2 separate regions of the Xenopus tropicalis genome follow, and region 2 is linked to region 1. A link is a contact called in public Hi-C data. All regions are on one chromosome and are shown on one strand. Each heading gives the region's core, a stretch centred on a gene start, on an enhancer-like site or on the middle of the called end of the contact. The rest is flanking DNA. Distances are from core to core; before and after follow the strand shown. Region 1 overlaps coro1c (coronin 1C). Region 2 overlaps ssh1 (protein phosphatase Slingshot homolog 1).

Region 1 (7,241 bases), core at 3,050-5,549:
TAGCACTCTCATCAATTTGACATCAACTTATTTTAAAGGTTTACTTATCCTTTAAACAGAGGACCAGTAAATGCTAATTGCCAATTGCTATAAGTGATAAATTCTATAGACAATTTTCAATCCCCTATACCCTCAGAAATTTTTAAAGACCATAACAAATAAATGCATTAACCCTTTTAGAGCCAAATCAGATTTTCATAAAACATACTTGTGATTAATCAAATATAAAATTCAAAGCGTCTAATTTTGATGCTTGTCCATGGACAGATATCTGTCTTGTTTTCACTTAATATCACATTTGACATTTCCAAACAAGGAGGCCTGTTATTAGTTATGCTTTTACAATTTGTTTCCTTATATAAAATGGTAAATGTAGTCAGAGAAAAAGCCAAAACAGTTATTACTCCTATAAAACAGGAAGCGCAATGTTATGTTCTGGAAGAGATCACTTTCCACTTCCCTTAAGCAAAATGATACAATTACAGAAGTAATTCTCGTGATTTCTACCATTGATGCAGGCCAAAGCTGGTTTCTAAAATACATTGCTTCAGAACACTACAAGACAAAATGTTACTATTCAGCAACATAGCAGTAGGAGATGTTCAGCTTATGTGGAAATGATAGAGTAATAGAACAGTTGGGCACCAGTACATTAGGAAATGGAATGAAATCATTCTAAATATAAACCTGCATCAATCAATGGCTCTTAAAAGGCTGTGCTGTAAGTATTACAATTAGGTGTCACGCATCACAAAGCACCTGGGTACATTAATCAAATCATTCCTTATTTTGGCCTCTCACTTGAAATATAAATCTCTTGATTGGCTTACCTTCCTGGGAACAGTCATGATGATTGGCTCGCACTTCCTCTCATGCAATTTGTAGAACCTTTTGGGAAGAAACACAGATCAAAATTAAAAGCTGTTTAGAAAAAAAAAAAAATTATCCCTTGCTTCCATGTTATTTTCAAAACATTAAATTTATACAGCTTTATTATTCATATGCCAAACTGAAGCAACACAGTGGTTTCTCATCCCCTTAGCGGTTTCCTGGATGGAAGCTTTTTGGAGGCATGTTTAATCCAAGCACACATTTAAATGCAATACAAAATACTGCGATCCTGAAGCTTAACTGTTATAACCATGATGTTCTTTATGGAGTGATAAGTAAATACAATAAAATGCATCAAAACGTGGCAGCTGCCCCACTGTCCCATTTTTTTACTGGCTTCACCCACATAAATATAACTGCAGAACACATACATTGTGAAGAAGTGCATATTTTAATAAAATCAAAACGCCAACTAAATACCCATTCCTGCCAGCTATCACATGTTTCTTAATCTCAGCGACATCCCTCAACCCTTGTATGTGTGATTGTGTGGTGAAGCCTTCACCCTGGAGTATTTTTCCTCTTCATATGAAAACTCTGCCATGTGCCCATGGTATTATAAGATACAGTAAAGGATGAACAAAAGGGGCTCACAAACTGAATTTCTGAGGAAGCCATAGCAATTATTCGTAATATAGGCGCTAAAAGTTCCCAGGTAATATGTTTATTCAGCCCATACCACAACTGGAGCTTTGCTGCTAAGAAAACCATCCAATTATGTCTATTTATAACTGGGTCGTCAGATATGGTTTATGGATGAAATGAGCTTGTGATTTACTTGCCAACGGTGGTTTAGTTTATCATCTAGCCATTAATACCCACTAACTATTGTGAAGTATTTAACTCAAACCTGCTATAGAAGTACTTTGCTGGCTATTAAAAATATGGTTTGTGGAAGGTAAATGAAAAGATGTGTAACTTCCAGACCTATAAAACTGTCCATTAGCATGAACACTCAAAGTATCATTACAAACAATATAAAATTAACTTGAAACTAACATCAGCTGTAGTTTCCCCATTAGTGGGAAAAAACTAAAATATGCAATTGGCAATCTGGAAATACCTGGCAATTTCACACTTGTTGACATCCAACCCTCTCTTTGGCATATAGCCCATCCCTCGCTGTGGTTCCTTACTGCTGAATGTGTTGAGGTAGTGAACATATGGAGACTCATCTGTGATTTCAAAATACCGAATACTGCTATCACCCTGTAAGAAAGAAAAGGCAGTATTAATAAGGATTAAATCCTATGTATTCACTTCTTCTTAATATCTTTATTGAAGCCTGGCAAAAAGGACTCAACAGAACTGCTGTCTATGCAAACAAGTTATATTCTTTTATAATTTAGCAGAGTGAAGCCATCCTGGTACTGACAAAGAAGCCCTGAAGTGCTTCATGCCCCGCACCCCCCTTTCTTCAAAGTCCTGCATGCAGGTTACTTTACTGCAAACTATCTAGAAAGCAATGAAATGTGCAGCAGTGGAAAGTGAACTTTTTTTCTTTTTTTGTTATTATTAACCTTGAAAACAGCTAAAACTCATTTGTCAAATGTATATTGAAACAGTTGCATTCTTATTAAAACAGATGAGTTAGTGTAGGACTGGCCACAACAATAAAAAAAAAAAAAACAAAAAAAAAAAACCTGTCAGAAGTTATCATGTACATTAGCTTAACTCTGCCACCTGGCACTATTGACCAGTCTAGGTCTCTGCTGTGCTGATTTGGTAATATTATACTGCTCATTTTTGGCGATTGGCATTTAAGCAAAAACCAATTAATGAATCTTAAGCTAGAAGGAGGAGCTTTTTGTTTAAAAAATAAAAAAAAAATAAAAAAATGCTTGCTTCAATGTTTGGGTGGTAGTTTGCCGGTCACCAATATGTTTGCCTCTCGCAAAAATCTCTCCATGGAAAGTGCTGACAGGGACATATGGGCATTTTGACCACTATTCTTTTCTGTATGACCACATCAGATATCAAAATGCCCAGTGTGCCATTAGTCAAAGCGTAAATAGTGCAACTGTTTATCACAGCAGCAGAAAGAACCAAGAAGCTTACCTTTCCACACAAGTAAATGATACTTGTGTCTGGATCATAAAATGGTAGCAAAACTCCATTGCTAGTGTCCATTTCATGTAGTGCAATTGGCTCTTCCATATTTTTCTGCAATTGCAAAAGTGATTAGATTACAGTCAGATAAAATCAATTAGTCTTGTTTTGAAATAAATGACATCCTAATCAGAACACTGGAAAGCAGGAATTCCCAGAACATTAAATACACAGAAGGCATGAATGAGTGGTAACTGCCTTTTGAAAATTTTTAGGCAGTATACCAAAAGACCAGAATTACAGTGAATATATTTGATTACCTGCTGAATGGATAATTGGCCCTCAACCAACTGAATTGTTTGGGCATCTTTCAGATCAGAATGTTTACTGGTGTGGAAAGTCAAACAGGCCACATATAGAGCCTGCACTCCAGATAGGGGGAAAAATATTGGAAAAAAAACTGCCCCTGCCAGTACTGGACTACCTGCACCGTAAGAAAGCCCCAGTGTGGGCAGCCATGTTGGGGCACACGCATGCGCATAATGAGTGCTACAACACAATCATTATGCGCATGTGTGTGGCATAGGAGGGTGATTTACATTCACTGCTCCTACGTCAGGAGCATGCACATAGTAAGCGAGCAGGGAGATCACTTATTATGTCCATGCATGCCAACGAAGATGGCCATCCGCACCGGGAGCTCCCTCCTGGTTTGGGTATCCCAGCGCTGACATGAGGAGTTTTTAATAAAAAGAAAACCCCCCAAGAAATGAATGTTTCCCCCAACTGGGGTGCAGGCTCTTTTAGCCCGTACCTCTGGTGAGGGAAACATTATAGGGGTGATAGGTGCCCTTTAAAGGACAAAATACATTAAGAAGCTTTAAACATATACACATGTTCACTTCTATACATATACGGTAAGTGTACAATGTTGTTATGCTGCTCCTGGTATGCTTTATGTGTACTCAAGGATCTTTACACATGGCCATTTCTAACTATATTCACATGCAGTGGCTCTTTTGTGCATTTCACTATAGGACCATACCAACAAGAGCACATGCAAATGCTAAATGCAGATAAAACTTGACATGAACTTGCCAGATGAAACCACCTTAGTGTGAGATTTTCCAAAGGAAAAGGGCAACTAATGCCCCCATCAAAAACATTAGAAGTATACATTAATATTAGTGCACAGTGATGCTTGGCTACTCCCCAAGTAGCCCTTAAACATGTTTGCTACAGGACAGGTGTAAACAAACAGATTCAGTTGTAACAGACTATTTTTTGCTAGGAACCATTTGCCTTTCAGAAATGCAGGAAGAGAGTCGCTAACCGCATATTATATTGCTACACAGAGAACGATAGCCAGGCACAGCTTTACACAATGATTAGTCTCACATGCATTCTCTGAACTATTTAACCCACCAAAACAGCTGTCTGACAGAAGCTTTGATATGCAGCAGATATACAACAGATGGGAATACATATGCTGGCTCATTAAAATTAACAATGTGGAATACTTTACCTTTACTAAAACAGCTACCAATATCACATATATCATTTGACCAGTAAGGCGTCAGGGGGAGAATTTAGAAAGGCAAAACATCCATAAAATTGCCTGTGACTATGATAATACTGTGTGGAAAGAGACAAGTTTATTTTTGCAAATTACTTTACCTTGTGGTCAAGGCAACAGAAAGACAACAAAAGAACAACAGCTGTCAGGGGTTCCTGGTTGGTGGTTAAGAAAAAACAGACAAGAGGAATAAGTTTAATACGTACTGGATTCCACAGTGCTAGCTGACGTTCACTCATACGACTGAACCCTGTAGTAAAGATGTTTCCATCAGCTAAAAAGATTGCTCTCATAGGCCGGGCACCTTCGTGAGCTTTATCTTTCTCCTGGAAGAAAAATAAAGGAAACCTGTGAGATGACAACTCACATTATCACAGAAATTAGGAGTATGAGAACTTTCATCAAAGCATGCAGTGAGGGAAACTATTGGTTCAACTCTCTTTATAGGAGCAATAAAGGTAAATCAGCTCTATATAAATGAGTTTTCCCTCCTACTCTCTGGTGCCAGTACTCTCCTGCAAAATTAGATTATAAAAAGCTGAACAAATTTTGACTATATTAAGCTGGCCAACAGGAAGTCTTTATTTTTTACTTCTTTTTTTTTTTTTTTTAATTATGAGAAGGTAAAAAGTGAAATTTTAAACTTAAACGTCTCCCTGGAGCAGGTCTGCAAAGGGGGTCATCAACTCTTCTAATTGTATACATTAAACTGTTCTAATTGTATACATTAGTTGACACATTTCTTGTCTTTGGCTCTGCTAAGCATAACCCTAAAGTTTCATCAAGTCAGCTGATGTAATTAATGCAACAGTTTCTTAATTTCCCTCATGCTGCAGAGAAATCAATTAATGTAGCAAATTGTAATAAGAGTCTCTACCTGGATAGCAACATTAAAGTTTAAACTTTAATTTGAAGTTAATATAAAAACAGAAAGCAGTTAAAAAAGGTCTGGGGTAAAATATTATGACTAAACATAGGGTAAGGACACACAGAGCAGTTTAGTCGCCATGACAGATCTCTGCTATCGCGGGTGACTAAGCACTCCGAAATAACTTTCCACCGGCAACAATTGAAGTGGCAGGTGGAAATCCCTTTGCATCGCTTTGGTTTTCCAACAGCGACATCTATTTCGGAGGGTCCTTAACCTTAAAGTGTCTACTTTCTAAACATCTGACAGATTTATTAATGTGTGAAATTTGAGCTCACTAGAGAAAACTTTGGCGAACTCTAACTTTAGCACCCATTGATAAGTATGCTTCTAAAAATTCCACAGAAACAAATAGAATGTTTTCTATGATAACCCTAAGCTTACATTTTGATAAATCTGCCCCATAATTTCTGATGTACTCTGGCAAAATGTTTTTGGAAGGTGAACAATAAGGAGATTTTGTGATACTCACCGTTAAATCCTTTTCTCTCAGGAGGTCTGTGGGACACAGGGACCTTGGGGGTATAGTATCTCCTAGCAGGAGCAGGACACTAGAATAGAAGAATAGGAAGGAAGCCCCTCCTCCCTACTACTATACCCCCTTGCACTTCCTGTTAACTTCAGTTTTGTCAACAAGATAACTAAGGAACAACAATTATATACAGTATACAGAAAATTCAGATGACCGCTTCCAGGGGGGGAAGCCCTGTGTCCCACAGACCTCCTGAGAGAAAAGGATTTAACGGTGAGTATCACAAAATCTCCTTTTCTCTAGCAGGTGTCTGTGGGACACAGGGACCTTGGGGACATACCAAAGCTGTCCCTTATGCCCTAAGGGAGGGCGGAAGCGGAATACTGCTAATTAACAGACCGCAGCCTGAAGAACTTTCCTCCCGAAAAGTGCGTCAGATGCTGCAAACACCTCGAAACTATAGAATTTGGCGAATGAGTGTAGAGATGACCAGGTCGCCGCCTTGCAGACCTGTTCAGCAGATGCTTTATTTCTGAAGGCCCAGGAAGTTCCTATGCCCCTCGTGGAATGAGCCCTGATTTGCAGGGGTGGCGATTTTCCTTTTGCAATGTAGGCTCTGCGAATTGTCTCTTTGATCCATCTCGAAATCGTGGATTTTGAGGCTTGAGAACCACTTTGCGCACCAGTGTGTAAAATGAACAGGGAGTTAGTAGAACGAATTTCCTTGGTACGATGTAAGTAGAACTTGAGCGCTCTGACTGGGTCGAGAGAGTGTAGAGCCACTTCCTTAGAAGACGTTGGTCGCGGACAAAATGAAGGAATAGTGATGTCCTGATTAATGTGGAATGAAGAGACCACCTTGGGCAGAAATGAGGCAGTAGTTCTCAGAACTGCGCGGTCCTCATGGAAAATCAGGTATGGTTGTTGGCAGGAGAGGGAACTGAGTTCTGAAACCCTGCGAGCCGAGGAGATGGCAATGAGGAAAACTGTTTTCCATGTTAGCCAGGCTATTGGAATGGTAGCCATGGGTTCAAAGGGTGCTTTTTGTAGGGCGTTCAGGACTAGGTTGAGGTCCCATGGCGGAATGGGATCGTGGAAGGGAGGATGCAATCGGGAAACTCCCTGTAGGAATGTGGCCACATCTGGCAAGGTAGCTATCCTCTGCTGAAATAGTACAGATAGAGCGGAGATTTGGGATTTTAGAGATCCTAGCGATAGACCCTTGTCGAGACCTGACTGTAGAAAGGATAGTATTCGAGGAACTGAAAATTCCTGGAAGGGATAACCGTTGGAGTGGCACCAATCCCAATAGATCCTCCATACTC
Region 2 (7,241 bases), core at 1,725-4,224, 61 kb after region 1:
GGTTACAGAGCAGATAACAGATAAAACACCATTGTATTCTACAGAGTTTATCTGCTATGTAACTAGTGCCTATTCTTTTTTCCAGCTTGAATGGCTGCCCCCGTGACTACACAGCAAGGTATTTATATAAACTATAGTAGAGTTCCTGAAGTAAACACACCTGTTGTACCAGTGCATTATATTTTAATTACTTTAAAGGAGAAGGAAAGGCTAGTAAAGAGTTAATCTCAAGCTGCAGGCATACCTTCAGTTGTCTCAATAGTGCCCCCATATTTCACCTGTTCAGAAGATCTAAAGCCAAACAGGAAGAAAAAATGCTGAGCTGTGTAAAGAAAGTTCCCATAATGCCTCATTACTGCACAGACACCTAGACCAAACTGAACATGCTCAGTTAGTAAGACTATGACTCAGCCTGCTGATTGGCTCAGATCCACATTCCTAAGGGGGGGGAGAGAGTTCTAAGCATTCTTGAGGGAGGGGGGAGCAGGAAAGAGCAGAGAACAGAAAGCTGTGTGTCTGTGGCACAGGAATTATAGACACAACTAATCTTTTTTCAGAAGTCAGTGCAGCGTTTCTGTGAGTGATTATGGCTGTATTTACATATACCTTTCTGATAAAGCTTACTTAGTTTTTACCTTTCTGTCTCCTTTAAAACACTTTTATTTTTTGGTGTTAATTTTCTTTTAATCTAACAGATGCATTTATGCACCACTGATGACAAAACTTTAGAACGGAAAGCAAACCTAAAGTTTTGGCGAGACATCAACTGCCGTATTAACTGTATGAATGAAATCTACAAGTTAAAAAAAGAAAAATAAGTGTTTTCTCTCTAGTAACTTACCAAGTAAACATGATCAAAGATGAGGGAAGCCTTATCCATTTGTCCCAAGATAAGTAACATTTCATTGTCTATGTATTCTTTATATTCCTTCAGGTTACAGCTCAGCTTCTCTTCCAGCTCATTGCGAATCTAAAAAGGCAATAAAAATGTTACTAGGTTACACTCTGTTCTCTGATGAATGGAAGTATAGGTTTATTTAATTTTATTCAAAAAGTAAAATAAAAAAAAAAAAAACATTTATCTTACATATTTTACCTTTAACTATGCATTTAGATATGCAGCATTACCCCTTCTAAGCAGTTATTATTCCATGGCTTGAATTCAGATTACCACTTTAGAGGAGTTCTACACAGACTAAAGGTGGGCATACAAGGGCCGATTTCAGCTGCCGATATTGTATTGGCTCGTTGATGCGGCACCTGAACCGACAGCGCCTATGCCTGTCATTTTAATTCATTTGTTTAGCACTAGGGTCAAATGATCACATTAGCCAGATATTGCCCACCCATATGTGTGGGTATATCGGGAGAAGATATGCTTGCTTGACGACCTCGCCAAACTACTAATCTTTCAAAAATTTATAGTAGAGACGTATGGAAACTTTCTCCCAGGAAATAACTTGCTTAAACGTGTTTATAGGAACAATCTTGCTACAACCGACTGTGTGCATGAAGCTTTGTTAGTTTCTAAAAAGATTTTGTTTCCTGTTTTAAAATAAGGTATAAGGTAAAATCTCTTACCTTATACGCCGGGTTGGTGCTCCTGAAGAAAACCGCACCAGCCCGGGGTAGCTGCAAGAGAGTGCTCCTCTTCCATCGTCTGTCTTTGCGCCACTTGCGCAAACGCAGTAAAGCGAAAAGCTGAACTTTAACAAAAAAAGCCACTCTACTGCACATGTGCTGGCCCCAAGATTCAGAAGACAGACAAGAGAAGGAAGAGGGTCGCTCGTTTGCAGCCACCCTGGGCTGATGCCGTTTTGCCACTTGTGCAACCGCAGTAAAGCGAAAAGCCGAACTTTAACAAAAAAAAAAACACTCTTTTAACAGGAGCACCAACCTGGGTATAAGGTAAGCCATTACAATCACTGGGGATGCCTAACATTTTGGCAGCCCCCAGCGATTTTACCTTTCCTTCGCCTTTAAAGGAAGAGGCTCAGATGCAAGCAATACTGTATTTAAACAATAAGAATAATAGTTCTCTGTACTCAACAAGCTATGAACTGATACTGATGCTGATGCTTTTTAATGGAAAATTTGTGGGAAAAAAAACAGCTAAGACATCTGAGCTACACAATATCCATACAGCTGCATATAAAAATCCTCATGCTCTTGTATATCTGTCCTAATTTAAGTACTCCCTGAAAGAAGTTGAAGTGACACCTGTAGCATTTTTAGCATAGCAAAACAAAGGAGCATGCCTAAACATTTTATGCTTGTGCTATGCTGCAACTAAACTTGCTCACCTCTTTGCAGGTCACATTCTCCAAGTCTCTGGTCATCATGATACTCCTTAGTGTTTGTCTTATAACCCACTCAGTCCTCTCCCCCTCACTAGGCCTGAATGCAAAAAAGATACAGTTCATTTAAAAAAAGGATATACAGAGAAAGGAAAACATGCAGGCATGTGGATGGCAAGTTGATAAGGGTATTTACCAAAAGCTCAAACCAGCTACATAAATAAAGATTTACAAATGTAAGGGAATCTGAGCACAGACCAAGGTTTTATAGATCAATTTTACTGTACTATTATTATACTGCTATGAAAGAAAAACATGGTACAGTGAGGTAGCCGGATGCCTTTTGGAGTGGAACTCTACTTCTTGGTCCCTGTGTAAACCAATACAGACCCTTTCAAATAGCCAGCCAGTTTAGGCAATACAAAAAAACTATTTATAGTCTGAGTGGTCAGATTCTTTTTAACCCGGGCTGCATGGAATGTCCAGATAGCAATGAACTGGCTGTCCATGGACAGAAGAGCAACAGATATTTGTCTCTCATCGTTCAAAATGAGGACTGACAAGACATCCAACCAGACATCCAACTGCCTAATGAATCACCTTATATGCAGAAGGAAGCAAGGAGAATTAAATTAAACAGTTCTAGTTTGCGGAATTAAATTGAGGAACCTGTGGTTAACAAGCTCCCTCTTACACAACGGATACCCCTAATACCTTAAGTCTTCAATGCAATCATCTATGTGAATGATTATACTATATACCAGACTTGTGAATATGGAACTGACAAAATCAATACTTGTTAGCTTTATTTTAAAATATACTATCATGTATTAAAATACCTTATTTAGCAGTAAAATACAAGTGGGGAAACATCACATAACCTTGTCTACTAATTTAGCCCCTCTAAAAACCATAATGCCTTGGCTCTTTCAATGCACACTCCTTATACTGGTCATGGGTCAGTTCTGTGTTAATATCAAATAACAAAATAGGCAGTGGTTAGGTTTGGTTCCCACCAGCACATTGCAAAAAGTATATATTTATATTCTCCCTGTGGCTGCAGGGAGGGGGCATATCTATTTTCTCTGTAAGGGACCCCACATGTGACACATGTGAAATCACGGGTGGCCTGTAATTTTCTTCTGAGGGAAATCATTTTGCTCCCACATTTCCCACCTCTAATGAAACATTTGACAGTGTGTTACTGTGACAGGGACCTTATACTGTAAGCTCCACTGGGGCAGGAACTGTTATGAATGATATCTAATCTCTGTAAAGCATTCTGTAAAATGTGAACACTATGTAAAGGTAATATAAAAAAATGTGCATCAAGGGACTGGTAAGCTAAAACAAGTAAGTCCAGCAGCCCTATGCTAAATTTAGTGTTCTTTCAGTTGTGTCAGTATTATTAACTATGTGGGCCAGCAAGCAGCCTAACACGCACCAACTATCATTAAATAACTGTATTTAGCACTGACAAACAAAATAACAGACCACACAGACAGCAATTTAAAGCAGAAGTTCATCTGTAGCATGATGCAAATTCTAAGGCTTATGGAGCAATGGGGTGAAACCCGTCCAGAATAACATTGTTTTAACTAAAGTGCAAGATGAAAGGTGCTAAAAAGTTTTGCTCTGTAGCTCACAAAGCAAGAATATACCAATCACTAGGCCAGAAAACAGTCTTCTGCAAAACTTTAAACATGTAATCCCCTGTACTGTTCATACCTTTTAATCCCTGCATTGTTCACCTCCTGCATTGTTCACACCTCATGCTCAGACTGTAATCACCCACATTGTTTACTTGTACACACCTCAGACAGACTGTAGGAGCAGGGCCAGCATTGTGTCACTGTATATACTGTCTGTGTGTGCCATACTCTTTCTACTCTACCCTGCCTGCGTGTGCCATACACTGGGCAGACATAGTATGGCACACACAGGCAGGGTAGGGCAGGGCAGGGAGAGTTTGGCACACACAGGCAGGGTAGGGTAGGGAGAGTATGACACACACACTATGCTGCCTGGGTGTGTCCTACTCTGCCTGCCCTATGCTGCCTGGGTGAGCCATACCCTGCTTGCTCTAAGCTGCTTGTGGGAGGCGAACCTGGCAGGGGTTGGTTCTGGAAGTTTGTTAGCATTTGTAAATAGTCATTATATGGCCCCTAAGGTGTGTAATTATATGCTGGGGGTTGCTGTACTATCCACAGGGGAAGAGGAGGCAGCATATGGATTTATGGGTGTGTCTTAATATGACTCGTAATATAATTATTTCACATATGAATGAAGGGTGGTATCCCTACAACAACCATTTGTGTTTTTGCTGTGCTACCACCATTAATGTGGGTATGGTCTTAAAAGCTCTTGTGATTATGTAGGTGTGGTTTAAAAAAGGGGTAGTGGTCAAATCTGTCTTCCATTATCAGCCCTCCACCAAATAGGCCAGAAAAATTCTGACCCTCTGTACCACAGAAGTTGGACAGCACTGTGCTAAGTACATTAAGACATTTTGTGCATTATGCTACCAAAACCCTTTCCATTTTAAACAAAACAGGGATTATTCGTCCATATATTGCAACATATTCAAGCTGGCCAACTACGTCAAAGTTATCCCTGGTCTGGCCAGTCCTACACTCTTTATTGCTTTATTATACATTTTATACAGGGACTAATTTTACCTGTAACTTGTTTGTTCTCAAGGTTAAAACCCCCAAATGGTTGCCCTTTTATTGGCCCAATGGGGTCACATAGGCGGGAGTGCAATGAGGCTGTGTCCACAATATTCATACAAAGACAACCTCTGCACTCACCCAGAATCAAAGCAAGAGACATATCAAATATCTAGGTGCTTTCACAACAATGGATACTTACTTCTCCATAAAAATAATGGGGGAATCTGCGCGGGCAGATTCCAGATCCTGCATGGTGTTCCACTCATTGATGCAGCTTTGCTCAGAGCTGATGCAGCTCTCATAGTAAGTAGCCCAGACAAGAGACAGACCTCCAGGAAAGTAATTAAAACGCCTGGCAACCTCACAGGCCTTATGAAGTACTTGAAGGGCTGACCTAAATGAACATAAGAAAAATAAGATGAAGTTTAAACACTGGCTTGCAATCACCAGAAGTAAAATAATCAAATACAGTGGAATCACTGCCTTTATTATTCAAAATCTCATGGCTTGCCAGATCGCTATATTAAAATAGATGCAGAGCTTATGCCACAGTTGCAGTAAATAACTTTGCTGTGTGTTCTGCAAGCCACATGAACTAACAGGTTGTAATAGATTCAGGCTTACTGCCCTTGGCAATACTGATGGCATGGACCATCCATCACCTCAAGCCAACCAACAATTTTTTTTATCAGGCTCTCAGGAGCAGTGCATATCTATGTTGCCTCAATGTTCAAAGCATTCAGCAACAACCGGGGTAATAATCCTCAAGCTGCAGGCTGTTCTGCTTAGTTGTGAAGGACAGTTGGAACAATGAAAGGTGGCATATGCATTTGTGTGGCCACAGAATGATCACTTAGGGCTCTGGCACACAGGGAGATTAGTCGCCCGCGACAAATCTCCCTGTTCGTGGGTGACTAATCTCCCCAAGTTGCCATCATTTGCCATCCCACCGGTGAAAATGTAAGGATGGCACACGCGGCGGCGCGATTTCGGCAAATCGACGAAAATGCCTCGCAAGGCAACTTCGGCAATTTGCCGAAATCGCCTGTGCAGTGTGTGCGACTTACATTTTCACCGGTGGGATGGCAATTCGGGGAGATTAGTCGCCCGCGAACAGGGAGATTTGTCGCGGGCGACTAATCTCCCCGTGTGCCAGAGCCCTTAGATGCCTTGCAGGATTGGCCAGTGAATGGCCTCTTTAAGATAATACTTATTGCGGAACCAATGCCATATTTTTCAAGTGTAGACTAAATGATTATTATCTGTAAAACTATTAGGGTACTTTTATTTCTTGGGGTTACCAGCGCCTTTAAATGGAGGCAATCCACAAGTGTTTTTCTGAAATAAAAGTGCAAATTTCTTCAAGCAGTTTCAAGTATAACAGGTAGACCTGGCTGCTGAAGTCATCATGAGCATGTGTAACTGGTTAACCCCATCAGGATAAGCAGACAAATATGAAAATTTAGCATATACTAACTGAAACAAAGTTTAGGCTAGAGCACAATTTTTACCAGCCAAAAATTTAAAGTCATCAGTCTGAATTACACCTAGTCAGGTACTCACCACATGGCCTGGACAGACACAGGTTTGAACACATGGGTTTTGCCTGCAGTATTAACGCTGAAGCCCCTGAGTGTAAAAAAATGAGAGAATATTAATGCCTTGAGCAGCTTGGAGATTACCTTTTTAGCAATTAATAACAAATATCATCATTTTAATCCCATGGTCCCTGCCAAACAATATGTTCACTACCACAACATTATCATTTTTTATCTTTATAGAATGACTGAAAACAAAATGCATTTTCTTAGAATTTATGCTATGCTAAGTAGGGAACTTCTATGGCTGTTGAAATTTTTTCCAATTTAACAGAATAATTAAATAATAACTTCTTCCTTCAATCAAAAGAACGCACACTAAGTAGATAAGTCATTGCTAATAGTAGCATTTGTTTTTTTCAGTCAGAATTTTGCTTATTAAGTCAGAAAAGAGTTAAAGTGGCTCGGTAAGAGTCAGCCAGGAAACAAAGAAAAGCCCTGTATGTGATCACATTCCTCACCCACACAGCAAAAATGATGGGTTCCATCAAGAAAAGACTGTGGCATTCGGTGATTTAACAGTTTTCCAGCATTTTAGTTCATATAACATGGGCACTCAGAGATTCTCACTACATTAACAAGCTTACAATACCTTTCTACTAATGAGTTAATATTTTATATGTCTTAACAGATTGTGAGTAACTTTAGGTTAGTTTTATAGCCCTGCTTAAATG

What was found. A called contact is a pair of places that touch in the nucleus more often than the background predicts.
Region 2: a contact with region 1 is called in a Hi-C map of liver, with 2.6 times the contacts expected there. The contact joins two enhancer-like sites. A contact is called at or near these places in 2 of 5 Hi-C or Micro-C datasets (brain and liver).

The regions. Positions count from the first base shown.
Region 1 is chr1:146,402,777-146,410,017 of UCB_Xtro_10.0, forward strand. It overlaps coro1c (coronin 1C), which reads right to left. Exons shown (of 11, transcript NM_204052.1): 6 at 4,723-4,842; 7 at 2,950-3,054; 8 at 1,955-2,100; 9 at 831-888. Among named protein-coding and RNA genes, the nearest start is that of selplg, 30 kb to the left of the region's middle. Within about 2 kb of position 4,300, at least 1 of the 11 cell types and tissues checked has an H3K27ac peak or open chromatin away from gene starts, as enhancers often do. A contact at or near this core is called in liver, where this site is marked.
Region 2 is chr1:146,464,692-146,471,932 of UCB_Xtro_10.0, forward strand. ssh1 (protein phosphatase Slingshot homolog 1) reads right to left here. Exons shown (of 16, transcript XM_004910620.4): 8 at 6,533-6,598; 9 at 5,169-5,363; 10 at 2,304-2,397; 11 at 842-970. Among named protein-coding and RNA genes, the nearest start is that of coro1c, 28 kb to the left of the region's middle. Within about 2 kb of position 2,975, at least 1 of the 11 cell types and tissues checked has an H3K27ac peak or open chromatin away from gene starts, as enhancers often do. A contact at or near this core is called in liver, where this site is marked.